Linked DNA regions of Mus musculus: regions 1 and 2 are each linked to region 3. The links are chromatin contacts, called in public Hi-C and HiChIP or PLAC-seq maps. All regions are on one chromosome and are shown on one strand. The core of a region is the stretch at or near the end of the contact, and the rest is flanking DNA. Distances in the headings are between cores, read along the strand shown.

Region 1 (3,597 bases), core at 1,077-3,576, 180 kb before region 3:
GACGTTACTGAATCTGTAGCAAAAGGCTCAAGTCAGTCTCTCTCTCTCTCTCTCTCTCTTTCTTTCCTTCTTTCCTTCTTTCTGTGTGTGACCCCAAGTCTTTCTTTCTCTGTGTGACTCTGAGTCTGCTGGATCAGGAGGACCAGCAGCATCTTTTTCTGCCTAACCTTGAGTCTGGGTTATCTGAGTTCTGTATCTGTCTTTGCTTTCCATCTCCTGCTGTTTGATTGGACAGAGTAAGTCCTGAAGACAGAGATGGTCTTCTCCTTCTATAGATCTTAAAATTAATTGTGCCTCTGCCCCAAAGGAGAGAGAGTGGGCTGCCTCTCTGATTCTATCACTCCTGACCAAAAAACCAAAGACTAATCATGGTTTTCTCAAAGGTCCTTTGGGGGGGGGTGTAGGATAGGGAGACATACAACTATTTATTGTCTAAGAAGTATCAAAGGGTTCGAATAAGGCAGGACTCACTTCTATCACAGGAGATAAAAGAGAGAAGATTTTTCAGAAATCAGGACTTCTTGTGTGGGACATCACATACAGGAAGTCCGAAGCTATTATGGTTCAGGTATAAATGGCCCCAAGGCTCAAGTATAGAAGACCTATCCCGGCTGGTGATCCCCACAGGTGGTTGAATGATGAGGAAGTTGACCTCATCAATAGGTCAATCCATAGATCCATAAATGAATGCACTTTCATGAAATGAGGCCTGTTCAAAGAAAGCAGGTCACTGGGGGAACATCTCTGAATGGTGTATCTTGTGTTTGGTCCCTTCCTGTCAGTCACTTTGCTAGCTGGCGGGCAGGAGGGGAGCAGGCTGGCTACACCATCACCTTCCACCGAGTGTTTCTGCTCTACCACACACCTAAAAGCAATGGAGCCAGTCATGAACTGACCTGAAACCTCAACCATGAGCTGGCACCAGACAGCATAACGCAACGGAGCCAGCCACGGAAGCTACCTGTGATGCCATGTGACAAAATAGACCTTGCTTTGTTTATTCTGATTCTTCAGGAATTTTGTCACAGCGATGAAAAGTTAACATCATCTTTACAGTACATCTAAAGGAACTCAAAGCAGGCAGTGACAGGGGTCTGGATACTGGAAGGACTTATGATGGCTCTCCCCATAGTGACATCACGCCAATTTCTAAATAGCAGGATGCACAATGGAGCAGAGACTACCACTAGAAATTGGAGTGAAGAAGGAAATTCACTCTGAATCACCACAGGGGTTGTGAATGTTGGTGGTGATTTGAATGAGAGTGGCTCCCTAGGTTCAAGTATTTGGATACTTGGTCTCCTGTTGTTAGGGCTATTTGGATGGATTTTAGGAGATCTGGCCTTGTTGAAGGGGGTGTGTCATGGCAAGGGAAGTAGTGGAGTAGGGGTGGGAAATGAAGGGTGGTGGAGGGTATTTGAGGTTTCAAAAACCCACATGATTCTCAGCTAGCTCTTTCTGCTTTGTATTTGTGGGGCAGATCTGAGCTCCAGAGCCATGCCTGCTAGCCTGCTGCCATGCTGCAGCATGATGGTCCTAGACTTGCCCTCTGGAACTACAAGCCTCCATATTAAACCTTTTGTCCTATAAGTTTCCTTGGTCATGGTGTGTTAGCACAAAAATGTAAAAGTAACTAAAACAATGTGAGGCAATGAGGTGCCTACCAACAGCAGCACCTCAGTCCCAGCATCTACACTGGGGTGAGGTCCCCTGCATCTCTCACAGGAGCACAGATCAAGTCACCATCCACCGTGATACCCACGCCCACAGAACTGGTAAACTGTCCTGGTCTCTGGGAAGGTAGCACTGTCATACACACATCTATAAATACAAGGCAATCTTCCTTGTGAACACTCAGGGGAAAGAGGATGGATGCCACTGGGAAGGGACAGGGGAGGCTTTCTGGAAACACAACCTTTGAAGAGTGATGGGATATGGCTAATTAGGGATCCACTATGAGCAGAAGGAACAGAAAAGGTGGTCCTTACACAGACCATGAACAGAGTGGTCAGGCTCTCCGTCAGACACAGAGGACAGAAATACAACCATGAGGTGCCGACTGTAGCTTTCCCGGAGTCTCCCACACCACAGACTACAGATGATTGGCAGGTTGTGCAGTGGGGTACCATGAGTGAATAAGTGACAGTCCCAGAGAAAGCGTGGAAGGGGTGGAGGGGAGGCAGCAGTTGGGAGAGCTATTTTAGAGATGCAATTGGCAGGAAGTAGCCACTGACTGGCTGCCAGATTAATTATCCCAGAGAAAAGCTCTGGCCTTGTCACTCAGCCACACAAAAGCTTTCCGTAATTTCCCGTTATCAGGAGAGTGAAGTCATAGGCTCATCACCAGAGACTGTTGTAAGGTGGCTTCTGACCCCCCATGACCTACTCCGCCTGTCCTCCAGGTGGCTCTCGGGTGTCCCTGTACAGAAACTGCCTTCTCACCCAGAAATATTCTCTAAATTACCCCCAGAGGAGCATCCTTCTTATGAAGCTGATCATCTCACTTGGCCTGGCCAGAGTTCTTCCCCCGGCTTTATAGCTATGGGATTGTGGCAAACATCCACCACATGTTACCCCCATCACTATCCTGCCTGGCAAAATCTCCTCTGAGAAACCCGGACCATCCTGTCGGCAACCCTCCCCTACCTTTATCATACCTCCTCGACTAAAGGGCAGCGCTGGCTGGTTTTCTCCTTACTCACAGTCTTTCCCCCGAGGAGGATCTTATCTAAGCAACGATTTCACCACAATCATTTAGATCGAAGGGGTTGTAGCAGAAATGCCCCTCACACACAGCCAGCCAGAGAAACCATTATAGCAGAATCGAAACCCACAGACATTTCCTACTCCCTCTGTCCACATTCAGGGCACCTGTTAGGTTCTGCTTAGGGATTGGCATTTGGTCTCTCTGCCCTTCTGGCAGCACACAGCTTCACCTGTGGCTCTGGATCTGAACACAGACAGAGATCTAATTTCAAGACGACTTGGGACAAATGAAGAATTTGGGATTTGCATAACAAGATCATTCAGGGAATCAGAAAGGGAAGCTGATGCCCAATCTAAGTAGGTAACACCAGTCACACTGCAGCTCTCCCATAACAACTCCCCTAGATCAGTAGCCCCCCTACACACACACACACACACACACACACACACACACACATACACACACGAGCTGGCCGCACATCTGTACCCAGCCTCCGAATTCTGTGCTGGTATAGCAAGACACAGAGGCAGTTGTGTCCTGGATAAGGCCGCTGGTCTACCTCATCTGATAAACATCCTCCCAGTTCTCCTTATCTAGTATGGAAAATGGTTTACAAGATGGGAGGTGTGCAGTAAAACTGGTCTTCAATGGTTGTCTCAGCTGAGGGCTCTAGACCCACTTTTCTATTAGGAAGCACATCACCAGATGGTATCCTCTGAAGTAAGACCCCAGGGTTGGGAAGAAAGAAGGGGAGTGGGCATGCTCAATTGCACTTGTATAAGCCAGCCCTCAGGTACTGTGTAAGATGGGAGACAAGGCCAGGTCTCCATGTCTCATCTCTTTGACCACAGCTGGCTTTTAGACCTGCATATGACAGAGAAAAGGGTAGT
Region 2 (3,830 bases), core at 1,074-3,573, 230 kb after region 3:
CTGTACTGAGTCCACACACATTTCATAGCAGATTGGACTGGCCTAAGACAATTAACCAGGAAGCAGAAGTCCACATTCAAAAGCCAGCATCCTCACTGGACTCCAAGTCAAAGAATACCAGTGGATGAGTCTCAGAGCTGGGTCCTCCCTTTATCTCTCCTCTTTCCTCACTTCCCCCTCTTGAATCTTCCTCTCCTTTCCTATTTCTTTAAATACAGACAGATCTCAACCTTCCCTATCCCCTCTTTGGCCTCAGAGTTCTCATGCTGCCTCAGTGGCCTAGGTGGGTCCTGGGCCCTGGGATCCTCTCTGCATGAAGGTGAGGCTGAAGCCAGCTTTTTGCTATCTGCTGTACATCACAGCTGGAGATCTCGGTTAAATCTTGCTGGCTCAGGGACCTAGGCATGACCTCTAGGGCTAGCAGGACTATGTACCTCTGTCATCTGTGTGTGTGTGTGTGTGTGTGTGTGTGTGTGTGTGTGTGTGTGTGTGTGTGTGTGTGTGTATGTGTGTGGTTTCAATATCATCCAAAGCTTCTTTCAAGCTCCTTTTGTTCACATACAACATTGAACCTACAGCGCCGGGACCCAAACTTTCTGCCCATGATGCGTGGACACTCCACAAACAAATTTCAGGATGCAGAACCCTGACTGCCAGCTCCCAGTGCATCATGGGAGCAGGTGGATGGTCTGCTATGGCTTGAAAGTGTCCATCCCTCCCACTTTCAAGTAGAAGCCTTCTCTTTTATAGTATTGTTGGGATGCAGGCTAAACCAACTCAGGCTTTATGTCTCGCCATCATGATGGCCACTTTGAGAAGGGCCTCACCTTCCTTTTATTTCCCAGCCTACAGAGCATGAGATGCCTGTGTGAGTCACCTATGTGTCCTGCAACAGCAGCAATGACTGTATGCTACTTCCTGGGAAGATCCAAGATGTCTGCCCTCCCACAATGCTTTGCTTCCTAGGAATGAAGAGTCCCAAGCCCTGGCCCACATGGAAGCAGCTGGGATCTACATTTTGAATAGAACATATAGAATCTGTAGGTACATCAGGGTGAGAGAAATTTTAAGGCAACTTAAGTTCAGTGAAAACAGCCCTGAAGTTAGGCGTGTTCACACCAGTAATGGGTTATTGTAGAGCAGAGAACAAATCCCCTCTAGTTGAGGGGACAGGAGAGAAATGCATAAGCATGGACATCAAGTGTCTCTCTTTCCCAGAGAGAGGTACTTTATGATGCCTCAGACAGATCAGGAAGTTCAGTGGTCAGAGACAGGCCAAGGGGAAGAAGGCAGTTCTATCGCCAGACAGAGCCTTGAGCCTGAGTTTGGGGGGCAGGGACAGGTATATCCTGTGTGAATGCGGTGGAGGGGCAGCAGTATGCAGCACACTTTTGTGGTTGAAATACAAATACCTTGTCACCCCCTAGCACACAGAGAGGGGGTAACATAAGACAATTTTGATCCTGTAAAGGTCAAGGAGGAAGCCTGTGTAATGTGAAAAGAAGGCTGGAGCAGGATGAGGTGCTGAGGCTGAGTGAGAGGCTCAGTGGGAGCCTGGCAGGACTGAATGTGGGTCCTGGTCGGTTCATGTGGACCACACTGGAGTTGGTGGAGCACAGTGAAGGGAGCATGTGAGCATCATGGAGGGAGTCAGAGAGTGGCCTGAGAGGCCTCAGAGCAGGGCATTCATGAAGTTTATGGAGCTCTGTGCACAGGCTTTAAGCACCAGGTAGACGGATTCTAGCTGTACCAGAAGGAAGAGTCCTTACCTGGGACAGTTTGGAGAATGGATAAAATGTGGTTCCTAAAGTGTCACGGCGATGAGCAAAACCTGAAGCCTGGGACCTGGCTGTGGAAGACCAGAGGATGAGGTGCAGGTGCCACGGGCAGTGGTCGAGGCCTGGTGGAAAGGAGTTAGGCTTCCAGAGACCGAATACAGAAGCAGGGGAGAAAGTTGGGAATGGCCCAGGCTGCAGGTTTTGGGTGGTCTGTGAATCTCCACCAGGGTACAGCACAGAGGCCTTGGGGAGCAGTGGGTACAGCCTGGGAGATCTGAAGAGAAAACAGAGCTCTGGGCAAAGATGGAGCACTTACCAGGGAGAGGCCAAAACCACCCAGGGATTGGCACAGGGCGGAAAGGACATGAACAGACTCTGGGGGTTGGTGTCATCAATGGGGTAGGGTAACCTGCTAAGAGTGGTACCAGGGAGGCCAGGAAGCTGGGCCTTCCTCACCCAATCCCCTGAAAGATCACCTAGGAGTGAGTCAATGCGTCTCCCGCAAGCGACCTTGAATACTCCCTTTCTCTGCGCCGTGGCAAGCCAGCCTCCTCTCAGTTCTCACAGTGTCCTACTTTCCAGAGGTGTGGGCTTGGAGAGAACACCTGCAGAATCTGGAATGAATCAATGAATTAATATGCATGCTGCCTCTGGCCAGCAGCTGGGAGTCCCTCCCCAGCCAGAGAAGCTGGCCTCTGCTTAGGCTGTGCAGTCTCCAGTGTAGCCAGTCCAGCTGGCTGAAACGAGCCAAGCAGTCAAGCCTGCAGCCGACTATGCACACCAGTGCCAGGGCAGGCCATGAGTGGCACACCTCTAGGACTTCGGATGCACAGGACATTCCCAGTCCCACCTCCTGCTTTTTCTCTACAGCACCAGGAATATACACATGTGTGCATAGATGCACAAGCGATTCACGTGTGCAAAAGTACACGTACCATGCATACACCCAAATGTATAAAACCACATAAGGGCACATATGTGCATACATGTGTCCATGTGTTTACATAAACATACTCCACAGTCCATTGACTCCCTCAGGGATAAAGTGTCCCTCTCCCCCTTACCTCCTTTGCAACTTAGAAAACCTTCTGGCCTCATGCCTCCCCAGTGAGCACTCTCTGCACACAGGGACTTCCCAGCCCTGTCCTGCCTGCCATGGGCCGCTCTCCTGCCATCTGGTCACAGAGTCTGATAAGCATGGGCAAGCAGCCAATTTGGCCCCAGCTCTGCTTGTAGGCTGGACTGGCAGATAAATTGGTTGTGGAGGGGAGCAAGGAGGGGGAGTAGGGGGGTCTATGGGGGGGCGTGTGGGCAGAGGAAGGATTTTAGATTCTCTCTCTGCTAAGCCATGCACCAGCTTTCCAAGCTCATTGCAGTGCCGTGAAGCTGACAGAGTGCCAGCCGGGAGCAGGCAGATGGTGCTGGGCGGGTGTGGGCCAAGTGGGAATGGGCAAGGACCTTGTCAGAATAGACATAGGGCAGCAGCCCCATCCTACCCTACCCTAACCTTGCCCCCACCCCTGCCCCCACCCCTACCCCCACCTCCACTCCCACCCCCAAGAAAGCTGTGGTCTGCTAACCTCACTACCTATACAGGATGCTCCAATTCATTCTGGTTTATGCCTGTCCTGAGAGGCACTGACCTAAGAACTTGGAGTTGCTCAAGAAAAGACTTGGTTATGGCCTGATGTCAGCTCTTGCACAGAGCAGTTATGACACTGGTGTGACCTTTGAGATCTCTAGAGATAAACCTTGAAAACCACAAGATTTAGACATTAATACACACACATTTCTGGGCCCAGGCTGCAGGGGTGTCTTCTGGGAAGAGGAATGAGGGCTCTGTGACAGGGGTTACTTAAGTCAGAGTCTAGTAAAAAGTACCTGCTTCTCACACCGCAGACTGAGTCCCATCATTCCCTGTTGATCGTATAAGCATTTTCTTGAAGTCCCACAATGAGTCAACCCCTGTAAGACAGGCAACAGACCTACATGGAGCCACCTGACAGTGGCCAGCTAGAACCCCCACATACAGAACAAGACCCAAAGAATAAG
Region 3 (3,855 bases), core at 1,162-3,661:
TGCTATCATAAGTGCTGGGTCAGCTGCACACTAGCATGTATAATAGCTTACTCTTGGTTTGTGTTTTGCCCTGTATAGACCTCCCTGTATCTGTTCTGCTAAGTAGTCAGTATGGACAAGGAAATGTCACCATGTCTAGGACATAAAAGAAGTAAACTAAGGGAGACTAGGAGACCCTGAATGGGCTGCAGAGTCCCCATATGGCACAGTGGGGAGAAAGTATCCACAATTGGGATGCTGAGTGTTCCAAGTGAACAGGAAGTGGATTGTAAAGGAACTGGCTTATGTGTGCTGCCCTGATTTTAGAGTCTTGTACATTGCCAGGAGGACTTTCTCAGCCATCACTATTGGGCAGCTTCAAGACTACAGAGCATCTCCCTCTGTGACACTCCCTATAGAGGTCCCTGGTGCCTCTGCACTGTGGTAGTGGCTGGGAACAGCAGCCCTCCCTCCACCTGCATCGGAACCCAAACCAACTTTCTCTTAGTCACAACATTTTTGACTCAACAAATTACAAATTACCATATTCAACTCACATGTGGGGATATGTTGCTATTAAATACAATCTGTGAATATTTACTACTAATTAAGATGTACAACATGCAAAAATATCTTATTATTAAAAATAATAATAGGAGTTGAGTTTGAACTAGAAACAGCCAGCCAGCCACCACCACTAAGCTGGTTCCTCTGTGCAGAGTCTAGGAATCAGGGCGAGGCTGCCCTGAGATAGACTCTCAGAAGCTTCTCCATCTACTTCTACACCCTAGGAGCAAACTGAGAACTACAGACTGGCCTAGCAGCTCTGTGAGTGGCTGTGGGTTCAAAGCCATGCCTCCCAGCTTAGATGACCTTTCTCCTCAGCCGTCTAATCACCTCAGTGACCTCAGACCTCTGGTACAATGGGACACAGAGGAGGCTTGCAGCTCCCACAAACCAGGTCTAGACACAAACCTGGTGTCCAGCCATCTCTCCTCCCCGCCTCACCTTCATTTCTGTTTCTGACCACCACCCCTAGCTCTGCTGTTGTTGATGGACAGCACTTGGGAACTATCTGTCTTCAGTGTGAGAAGAACTAGCTTGACCAAACAACCACAGTGCCCAGCCCTCTCATCCAGCCCGTTAGCCAGTGTTTCTAAAGAGGAGGAAAATAAGGCCTGGCAAGTCATGATGGCTTTCTAGGCCAAAATTAGGGACAGGGTGGGTGGTCACTGGAACACTGGCACCAGTGAATGCTGCACCCCAAAGTGTAGCCTGGATGAGGATGAGTGAGACTGAGAGCTCACGGCATCCCTGAATTCTGTAGGCAGCACAGGTTGCATTGTCAGGGTAGTTGCTAGGACCTGGTTTGTGAGAAAGGCCATCTTTGTGGCATTGGCTCTGGAAACTCCTTAGGTAAGAGCTGGGGACCTCCCACTCTCATGACTGGACTGGTTATATCTAATCTCACCTTTGCAATAATGAATGCTTGCTTATCCATTGCCCAGGTGGTATGCACAACTGAGAATAGCTCTCAGAAGACCACCCTTTGTTCTGGAAAGAAGGTTCTCTGTGTGTGTCCCCAGGGGTCTGTGAAATTTAAGCTTCTGTCCAAAACATGGGCCTGAGGTTTGACATCAACTTCTAGAAGAACAAGAGATCCCACATAAGCCCGCTCCAGGGTCTGTGTATCATTAGGAGGTGTGGTGAAAGGCAGGGATGCATGCACAAGCAGAGGGGCTGCATCTCAGTGGAGAAGAAAACTTGGAAACGGACAAGGCATGTCCAGACCTTCTACTGAGCCCACCCCCCAGTGTGCACAAAACCTGGCCTGGGGGGATGCAGTGACCCCTCGGCTCTCTAACCAGCTCAGTGAGCTCAGACCTCTGATACAATGGGCAGCAAAGGAGGCTTGCAGCTCCCACAAACCAAGTCTAGACACTTGGTCTCCAGACACTCTGACTGCTGCCTCCAGTCTCCTCTCAGCGCTAGCTTCCTGACACCCCCACCAACACCCCACCCCCACCCTGGCCCGAGCTGTGGCGAGGAAGCTTGCATCCTTTCTTCACGTACCTGAGACCCTCTTCTCCTCCCTTTCTGGTGAGGTGAGAGAATGACCTGAATAAAGACAAAGAGGTAAGGGGTCTTCCCCACACCCACGAGATTGCCTGGGCCCATTTGCTGCATGGATGTCTGACAGCCCAGAGAGATCAGACAGCTGAACGCCCTTGCTGTCCTGGAAGAGGCGGGGAAGCCTCTGCATTGCTGTTCCAGGAATCCGCTCTGGAAAAAAGCCGCTGCCAGCTCTGAGTTCATTAAATGGCTTCTGCCGTATTAATCTTTTGTTTCTGCTTAATGGAGGTTACAGTGAATGGGAGGAGGTGAGTTCCCAGGGCACAGGGCTCAGTGTGGAATCACCATGGGAACGGCAGCTTGATCTCCATTGGGTGACTAGTTCCCGAGGCCCACTCAACATCCTCTTTAAGGGCTCAGAGTGCAGGCTGTACCCTGTTCATCAGTCTGCAGGCCAAAGGGAACAGAAGCAAACAGATCTGCAGGTCACTGGCTACCACGCAGCACTGGCCCCGTTCGTGCCCTTCTTGTCCCGGAGGGCTCTGCTAGTACCAGAGGGAAAACGCTGAGTCAGGAGCTTTCTGGCGAGCAAAGAGCATGTCCGTGGCCCTGCTTTCCCGGCAGACATTTTCTGAGCACGGAGGGCGAATCCAGCTGGCAGAGGAGCCGGGTTAACTAACCAGAGCCTGCAAGCCACAGGACCAGGGCTACATAGGGAGGCAGAGAATCAGAATCAGGGAAGCAGCAATAATCCCTGAGAAATACAACCCAGCAGCCCAAGGCATCCTGGGAACCAGAAGCGACTGAGAGTGGGCACAGTTGCTATGGTTTAACTGATCCTTAAGGACTGATGGGCGCTCGAGTTGTTTAATTCTGTTTTCTTTCCCCAGGTGTTTTCTTTCAGGTTCTTCTTAGAGCCTGAAAGCTGAACCAACAGTGCTGATACAGGAACAGGCAGGACCAAGGCCAGGGACAAGGGGCATGGAACTGAGAGAGAAGCTGGCTTTTCCAACTATAGGGACCCCACCTCTCTCTCTCTCTCTCTCTCTCTCTCTCTCTCTCTCTCTCTCTCTCTCTCTCTCTCTCTCTCTCTCTCTCTCTCTCTCTCTCTCTCTCTCCCTCCCTCCCTCCCTTTCTCCCCTTCTTTCCGTTCTTCTTTCTTTCTCTTCCTTCCTTTTTTTAAATTGGGTATTATTTTTTAATTTGCATTTCAAGTGTTATCCCCTTTCCCAGTTTCCTCTCTGGAAACCCCCTTTCCCATCCTCCCTCCCCCTGCTTCTATGAGGGTGTTCATCCACCCACCCACTCCCACCTCTCCGCCCTGCCATTCCCCTACACTGGGGCAGCGAGCCTTCACAGGACCAAGGACCTCTCCTCCCATTGATGCCAGACAAGGCCATTCTCTGCTACATATGTGACTGGAGCCATGGGTCCCTCCACGTGTACTCCTTGGTTGGTGGTTTAGTCCCTGGGAGCTTTTGGGGGGGGGCGGGTCTGGCTGGTTGATATTGTTGTTCTTCCTATGGGGCTGCAAACCCCTTCAGCTCCTTCAGTCCTTCCCCTAATTCCTCCATCGGGGTCTCCCTGCTCAGTCCAATGGATGGCTGTGAGCATCCGCCTCTGTATTTGTCAGGCTCTGGCAGAGCCTATCAAGAGACAGCTATATCAGGCTCCTATCAGCAAGCACCTCTTGGCATCCTCAATAGTGTCTGCATTTGGTGGTTGTATATGGGATGGATCCCCAAGTGGGGCACTCTGGATGGTCTTTCTTTTACACTTTCCTTCCTGCTCCACACTTTGTCT

What was found. Hi-C and Micro-C count contacts between places; a contact is called where the count stands out from the background. HiChIP or PLAC-seq counts read pairs in DNA pulled down with a chosen protein or histone mark.
Region 1: an H3K4me3 HiChIP or PLAC-seq map of embryonic hindbrain shows a contact between it and region 3, with 3 times the contacts expected there. The contact joins two enhancer-like sites. A contact is called at or near these places in 1 of 39 promoter capture datasets (hippocampal neurons), 6 of 484 Hi-C or Micro-C datasets (the N1E-115 cell line, brain, cerebellar granule neurons and 3 more), 7 of 115 datasets of contacts at active chromatin or transcription factors (PVALB interneurons, embryonic forebrain, embryonic hindbrain and 4 more) and 3 of 9 other capture datasets (adipose tissue, liver and pancreatic islet).
Region 2: a contact with region 3 is called in a Hi-C map of forebrain, with 3 times the contacts expected there. The contact joins two enhancer-like sites. A contact is called at or near these places in 5 of 484 Hi-C or Micro-C datasets (cerebral cortex, cortical neurons and forebrain) and 1 of 115 datasets of contacts at active chromatin or transcription factors (neural progenitor cells).

The regions. Positions count from the first base shown.
Region 1 is chr12:29,546,625-29,550,221 of GRCm38.p6, reverse strand. All of the region lies in intron 1 of Myt1l (myelin transcription factor 1-like), which reads right to left. Among named protein-coding and RNA genes, the nearest start is that of Gm20208, 17 kb to the right of the region's middle. Within about 2 kb of position 2,326, at least 38 of the 459 cell types and tissues checked have an H3K27ac peak or open chromatin away from gene starts, as enhancers often do. A contact at or near this core is called in the N1E-115 cell line, PVALB interneurons, brain and 5 more, where this site is marked.
Region 2 is chr12:29,136,279-29,140,108 of GRCm38.p6, reverse strand. No RefSeq gene overlaps it. Among named protein-coding and RNA genes, the nearest start is that of Gm31333, 3.7 kb to the left of the region's middle. Within about 2 kb of position 2,323, at least 70 of the 459 cell types and tissues checked have an H3K27ac peak or open chromatin away from gene starts, as enhancers often do. A contact at or near this core is called in cerebral cortex, cortical neurons, forebrain and 1 more, where this site is marked.
Region 3 is chr12:29,367,082-29,370,936 of GRCm38.p6, reverse strand. No RefSeq gene overlaps it. Among named protein-coding and RNA genes, the nearest start is that of Gm31650, 71 kb to the left of the region's middle. Within about 2 kb of position 2,411, at least 113 of the 459 cell types and tissues checked have an H3K27ac peak or open chromatin away from gene starts, as enhancers often do. A contact at or near this core is called in the N1E-115 cell line, PVALB interneurons, brain and 8 more, where this site is marked.